2 separate regions of the Rattus norvegicus genome follow, and region 2 is linked to region 1. A link is a contact called in public Hi-C data. All regions are on one chromosome and are shown on one strand. Each heading gives the region's core, a stretch centred on a gene start, on an enhancer-like site or on the middle of the called end of the contact. The rest is flanking DNA. Distances are from core to core; before and after follow the strand shown.

What was found. A called contact is a pair of places that touch in the nucleus more often than the background predicts.
Region 2: a contact with region 1 is called in a Hi-C map of the A7r5 cell line, with 2.7 times the contacts expected there. The contact joins two enhancer-like sites. A contact is called at or near these places in 3 of 12 Hi-C or Micro-C datasets (the A7r5 cell line, frontal cortex and mammary epithelial cells).

What each region holds. Positions count from the first base shown.
Region 1 is chr8:54,503,509-54,507,288 of GRCr8, reverse strand. It overlaps the pseudogene Gstp1-ps4. Among named protein-coding and RNA genes, the nearest start is that of Tmprss13, 17 kb to the left of the region's middle. Within about 2 kb of position 2,023, at least 80 of the 93 cell types and tissues checked have an H3K27ac peak or open chromatin away from gene starts, as enhancers often do.
Region 2 is chr8:54,940,412-54,943,932 of GRCr8, reverse strand. It overlaps Dscaml1 (DS cell adhesion molecule-like 1), which reads right to left. Exons shown (of 33, transcript NM_001108141.1): 21 at 1,993-2,146; 22 at 385-502; 23 at 1-51. Among named protein-coding and RNA genes, the nearest start is that of Cep164, 89 kb to the left of the region's middle. Within about 2 kb of position 2,187, at least 34 of the 93 cell types and tissues checked have an H3K27ac peak or open chromatin away from gene starts, as enhancers often do.

The DNA.
Region 1 (3,780 bases), core at 774-3,273:
TTACTGATTTTTTTTGTCTTACAAACTTTATTAGACTTGAGAAGAGGAGAACAAGCAGCTCCTGTCTCTTGTGTCCTCTATGGTTTGCCATTGTCATTGATCATTGATGGGACGGGTCACATGGTCAGGGGAGGCCGGAAAGGCCTTCATCTTGGGCCTGGCACTGAGACGGGTCACATAGGCAGAGAGAGGGAGGAGGTTGTCTAGGCAGCCAGGGGCCAGGACTCGGTGGAGCTGTAGCATATCTAGCAAATTATAATCGACCAAGGAGATCTGTGCACCCATGATAAAGGCTTTGCCTCCCTGGTTCTGGGTCAGCAGGGCCTCAAAGGGCTTCAGATTCCTAGGCAGGGCCTTCACATAGTCATCCTTACCACTCTCATCCTTGGTGGAGACGAGGGTGACATATTTGCAGCAAAGGTCCTCCACCCCATCATTCACCATACCCACCAGGGTGGCCTCCTTCTGGTCTTCCCCGTAAAGCCCCAAAGATAGGCCCAGGTGCCTCAAGATGGCATCAGATTAGTAAAGGGTGAGGTTTCCATCCTCAGACCTGGGAAGCTGCCCCTACAGACAAGTGGGCATGTGCAAGCCTTGCATCTGAGTATCTTTGGTAACCACCTCCTCCTTCCAGCTCTGGCCCTGGTCAGTCAGCAGCGTGCACATGGCTTCACACCACCCTCACCTCGAACTGGGGAGTAGACAATGGGGTACAGTGGCATGGCTGCTCTTAGCATTCCTTCTAGGCTCCGCCCAGCATTACTGGCAACAGCCAGGTAGGCCTGGCTTGCTATGAACCCCTCTTTGCTCTCTCTGCCCCTTCTCTCTCTCTGACTCTCTCCTCTCCCTGACCCTTTCTCCCTCTCTCCTCTTCCCCCTCTCTCTCCACATGTTCCTGGCTGTCGTCTCTCCCCTCCTGCCTCTGTCTTTCTGTCTCCCTTCCCAATCCCTTTCCCATGCCATAAACTCTACACTATACCTGTCACCCATCGTTGTCGTATGGCTGGTACCTCAAGGGAACGGATGTCTCAGCATGGGCCTGCTGAGGCCCCCTCCCACTGCACATACCCAGTTCTATCAAACATATCCTGGTGCCCTTTTATAAAGCACAATGACTGCTGTGTAGACCGAGGTGCGGACTCAGCGCCCCATAGACAGAGAAGTGTTTTGGATGCCTCCTTACTGACGTTTATGCCTTGCTTTCCTCTATTACCAGACTGCAGCCCAGTAGGAGATGTCAACAGGGTCCTTGTCCAGCATGGCCCAAACTGCTCTGTTAGCAGTGGGGGTGGTAAAGTCCTCGCCATTAGGCTTCTCTGTACCACTTTCTGCCTAAGATACGCAGCGTCTTGAAATAAAACTGCTGGGTACCCTCACATCCAGCCCAGGCACCTTTCTGCCTCAATGACCTTTGTCATCTTAATATCTATGATGTGCAGGACCTGCTAGGCAGGGTAACAGCCTCACTGGAGATGGCCTATGGATCTCCTCCTCCCTTCCTCCCTTACCATCACATCATCAGATCTTGACCAAAGAGGCCAGTGGTCCAGATACTATGCTAAATGTCAGGGAGGGATGTTCATGAGATAAAAGTGATTAATAAGATATGACCAGCATGTGCTGCATTCCACAGTTGGGGAGATAAGATATGTGCTTTTAAACAGGCTACTCAGACTATAGGGCAGTGTGTCATAAATGTCAGGCACAGGGTTAAATTGATTAGTGATGCCTGGTTTCAGGGGGGGGAGAGAGAATGCGCTAGAACTGTGAGCTGTGCTGGGCTGGGTCAGAGTGTTTTCTACTGTGTCATTCATTTACTTCACGTTGTTCCGTGCAGGAATCAGTCAGGTGCTCCCACTACACTGCTCAGATACAAAAGAACCCCGACTGATGTTGAGTGAAGAGCGGGTAATACGTGAACGAAACTCGAAGACCACCTCATCGGCGCCCAGCGCCTGCTGAAATGAGGCGATGAGGTGATGACGTGCTGCCTGGGTCGCAAGCGGAAGAGCCCCCACCTGCTGAAGTCACGCCTGCTGAGTCATTTCCGGGGAAGTGACTCCGAGAATCTGCCTGCTCGCGTGAGTGTATAGCCTTCCAGTTTCTATCTTCTGGCGCCACCTAGTGACATAATTCGGAAAAACTCCGCTCCTCCCACTTCCTGGCTTTCCTCATTTGCCTCATACCCCGTAGCTCCGAGTACAAGATACCTCTCTTTCCAGTCCACTTCTCCTATGATTTTCTCACTGTGATCTTTCCCCTGAGCATCCTCTTGAAGAAACATCATCTTGTCAATGTCACGGACTTCTCGGAGTTCTCTAAGATATCCTGGGCTTTGCCAGGGAGGTGTTGGGGAAGCCTGTGCTTCAGGTCCCTCTAGATCTACATCCTCTTAATGCATCCACTTTTCTGTACCACTTGGCATACCACACTATACCATATTCTTGAGTCTTCACACCCCAAAGTGCCACCAGCCCAAGGCTGCACAGATAGCTCACATTATTGTATGAAGGGAAGGGTCACAGTGGAGGCTGACATTGTCAAAAAACCTAAAAGATTAGACATCCTGTCCCACTGCCCAGAGGTTTAGCTTAGAGGAACAAAACATGCTGTTCACGCACAGCCCTGGCCTTATGACAGGGTGACTGTGTCCTGCTGGCACATGTCTGGGTATCCTGGGTATGCAGACTGGCAAGAGCCGTACTCCAAGAGATGGGACAGAGGGAGGCAGGTGACAACTGACAAATTAACTAATGGATTATTTCTGTAACAACGAAAGCTATAGAGAAAAGAAAGGGAAACAGAGTAGTTGGTTGAAAGTGGAAGAATCTATATGGTGATCTGAGCCAGACAGGATGGCAAGAAGGTCTCAGAGGGAGACAGAGAAGAGGGGCCTGGAGAGATGGCTCAATGGTTAAGGGCACTGACTGCTCTTCCACGGGTCCTGAGTTCAAGTCCCAGCACCCACATGGTGACTCACAGCCATCTGTGCTGACATCTGATGCCCTCTTCAAAACAGCTACAATGTACTCATATATAATAAATAAATCTTAAAACTCTTAGAGAAGACCCAGGTTAAATTCCCAGCAGCCTTGTGGTAATCCACAGCTCTTCATAACTCCAGATCCAGGAGCTCTGGCACCCTCTAGTGGCCACACACACTAGACGTATATGTGGGCCAGACACTCATACATTCAAACATACACATAAACAAACAATGAAAAAAAAAAAAAAACAGTGAGTACAGTGAGGACGGAGGGGAAAGAGGTGAACAGTGGGTCCCTTCAGAGTTGACACACTAACATGAGACCAACGGGGCAAAGTGGTTAACATGACTTTAAAGGTGGCAATGTCCTTGTGTATGCTGGAGTGTAGGCCCCTGAGACAGGCCCTTCATTTTCAGAGGACTGACTACACACATAAGGGAGTTTTTATTCTTTCACTTGATTTCTGTGTTGGTTTGGGTGGGAATCAAAGGGAGAACTGAGATTGACACCCAGAGACCAGAGCAGAGAGCTGTTTGGAAACAGAAGTGCAGAGTGAATTCTCATAGGCCTCCCCTGGAAGTCCCTCCTGAGAAGACTCAGATGACATCAGCTCTGGGGCTGGGTTGAGCTCATCTTGTGGGACTCGAAAGAAGGGAATGCTACCGAAAGCTGGGGGTAACAGTCTCTACTTCAAGAAGCCAAGTTCAGCCTCCTGTCCTCCAGAAGCCAAATTAAACAGCCAGGTCAATAGAGAGAAGCAGAAAGATTTGTTCGTTGTGGTCATGTGGGGAAG
Region 2 (3,521 bases), core at 938-3,437, 440 kb before region 1:
GTGTGGATGAGCCGGTGTCCATCCAAAGACACGGGGATGGCTGAGTCTTCACTGTCAGACCAGGAGGTGGCATGGGTTATGACACACCCTCCCTAGTCCTGCCCCACCCCCCACAGTCAAGGGCAAATGGAAGGAAGGCTGGGGGAGGCTTGCAGGGGATGTTAGGCTCTTGGATTTTGTTCTGTATTTCCCAGGGTTTTCCGGTGAGCTTCTGTCATTTCGTCCACACAGGAAGAAAGTTATGGTTGGGGGAGGGGAAGTAGTGGTTTGGAAACTACTGTAAGCAGTGTCCTATGCCCTATAGGACCACCACAGGGCAGAGTGAGGGCCAAGCAGCTACTTCTCTCCCAGGATCCATACCACTCCTCCAGGCCTTCCACATACCTGTCCTTGGTCCACTTCACAGCCGGGGCTGGGTCTCCCACGGAGTTGCAAGGCAGTCGGACATCTTTCAACCAGGGTGTCGTTACAGTGCCTCCAAAGGAGATGATCTTTGCTGGGGCTATAGAGAGGAGAACATGAGGGCCAGACTGCCTTTTACCCTTTACCTTCCCCCTAGCCCCATTCACAGGGCTCCCAGCATTTACAGTGCAAGTCAGGGGAGACTTTTGGGTAAACTGGCTGCTTTGGTGGAGGTGGTCCTGTGACAAAATGGGGACAAGGACTGGGGGGACGTGAGTTCTGCTGGTTTTGAAGAAGATAGTGGGTGATGAGGTCTCCCAGGATTTCATGCCGTCTAGGAGTGATGGTGTTCTAGTAGGGGCAAGGCGCACAAGGAGAAGGGCAAGTTGGGTAGGAGAGGCTGTGTGTACATGTGTGTAAGTATGAATTTGTGTGAATTTGTGTAAGCACGGCAGAGGTGCAGTAGTTCAAGTGTTCTACCTCACAGGATAGCTCTGTTTGTGTAGGAGTAGATTGTATTTAATGCCCACAGGGGCAGAGCACAGACTTTCTGCCAAGAGCTCTCAGGTTCTAGGACCTTGTCCTGGGAAGCGGGCAGGCTCTAGGCTCCTTTGCTTCTGAAGGATGTGAGATCTGGAGAAAGGGTAGGTGGTATCCCGAGAAGGAAGAAGGGAGGTGAGGATACAGAGACAGTGATGTGCAAGGAGCTCTGAGTCAGAGCTACAGGGGTCAACACAGCACATCTCAACTGTCTAGGATGGCCAGGCCATGCAGCTGGATGGAAGACTGCAAGTGTGAGCCCCTGCTTACCATGGACCCTCTAGTGGATGCTTGCTGGCTCTGTCCCTGTGGCCAACAGGGTGGCTTCTCTCTTCCCAAGGCAAGCCAGGCCTGGGAGAGTCAGGTGAGCTCGGGATTGGCCAGAGAGGGGAAGGGGCAGGAGGAAGGGCCTAGAGGCTAGAGACACTGGAAGATTTGAAGTTCACTGTTGGCCAAGATAGACAATAGGCCATTGTTCCATTCTGTGGCTGATCCTGGGTATGGCTAAGGGCCTCAGAGCTATCATTCTCTTAAAAGATTGGGAGTACCTATGGGGAATCCCTCATGACTAGACCAGGGATGGGTGAGGCCCGTCCCGAGAAGGTCTTGATCCTGAGCTTGCTGGTGGATAGGAGCATTGCCAGAGAGAACCTTCTGCCTGCCCTTTCTGGTTGCAGCACGAGGCTCTCTCTGGAGTCCCAAAGGCCCCATGGAAGCATCAGTGTACCCCATATCCTGAGGTGCCCCTCTTTCAGGAGTTGAGTGCTAAGATCAAGGCTCTGCTGTGGATGGGGGCTGAAGGGGACTCTCAAGTCAGAGGAGAGTTAACAGCACAGCCAGTGAGGCTGATCGTAGCCTGTTGTGTGACTCTCCCAGAGTCAGGGGGCAGCAGAGGCTTATTCTTTGGATGCAGAAGGGAGACTAGTGGCCAACTCCTCGCGGCCAAACTCATAGGTATCAGGGAGGACACAGCACCTATTTGGGACGAGCCAGAATTCTGCAAATGAGCTTCTGGACACTGCTATCAGACCCCAGGCACAGGCTTCTCACCCTTGCCAGCAGGCTCGATGGTGACCTTCTCGCTGCTGTTCCCCCGGCCTGCAGAGGTGACCGCAGCCACCCATAGCAAGTACTGCTGGCCCCGGTTCAGATGGGCGATCCTGTAGAAGAGCTGTTCAGGACTGGTCTCGTACTCGCTGGGAGCCTGTGGGCAGAGACAAAGTCATGCCATGAAACAGAAGCCTTGGCCCCTCGCCTGCCATTGTCTTCGGTGCCTTGGGCAGGATCGGTCCAGCACGTTCTTTCTCAGCCTGAGAACAGCGTACAGCTCTGTGCTGGGCTCGGCCTCAGGAGCTGATGGAGCCAGTCCTGCAGTATTGGTTGGCCAACCTTGGTACCCATCTCGGTGATATAGGCTCTAGGGGCTGTGGCTACAGGCCAACACGTATGGGTATTCTGAGCAAATGGTGAGAGGCAGTCAGAGAAAGGAGAACGAGGGACTCGGGGTCCCAGGAAGACCACATGCAAAGAGAGAGGTTCTGTGGAGAAACCAAATGACTGCCTTTGCCTTGTTAGAGCTGTAGCCAGCCCTCCAGCCTGTCCCCTGCTTAGTCACCTCCCTTCCCTGCCACCTAATTACACTCTTTCCTTCTCAGGAAGGGGTAGAGAGGCAGCAGGGAGAGCTTTACTGGGCAGTACTTCATTAGTGATTATTAGTGGTATGGTCCACCATATATATTTGTAGGTTACATAAATCTATAACATTTTTTTAAACCAAATGACAGTTTTGACAAGTTGCCAACAAAACAATATCAGATCCCAGTGGTTTTACCAGTTGCTTTGATGAAAAGATTATGTTGCCTTGGAAACCAGAGGCTCAGATATTGAAATGAATTTGAGAAGGCGCTTTTGATAAAGCGCTAGTTTGTAGACCTCCTGTCAGCCTCTTCCCTGGCATCGGCCGGATGGGGCTGATTTTCATTTTATTTTATTTTTTGGCCAGCCGCAGGGAGTGGGGGAGAGGAGAGCACTAGGGCCCCTCTGAGATCAGGGCGCAAGTCCAAGGAAGGGGGGAAACAGTTCCTGGAACAGATGGGGGCCCTGAGGCCAGAGGGAGCTGGTAATTAGTTATCTCTGCCGTCGTGAGATCTTGCACACAGGCTCTCCTGCACATGACTGTGCGGATGCACACATGTGCGGGAGAGATGGATGTCACCGAGGGACATTCTCCATGGCCGGTGGGAGAGCAGAAGGACCCGAGGACTTGTAACAGGAAAAAAGAAAGTCCTCTTTGTGGCCTCAGGTTGTCTGCAGGGAAATATTGAGAGAAGGCTCACACACCCTTACAATGTGCACAGGTATCTTGGCACCGTTCCTCCTCCCTTCTTGGGGTGGGGTGGGGGAGTGATGCTGTGTCTAATCTTGTGCACAATTCCTGTTGGGGACAGGTGCAGAGCCACTCTGAGCCCTTTTAAGCTAGGGTATCTGGGGACTGCTGAGTTCATACCATGACTCTAGGGCAGTGCAATGGTTTTGATGCTTTGCTGTCCTTCCCAGGTGTGTAACCCATGTGGCCTGAG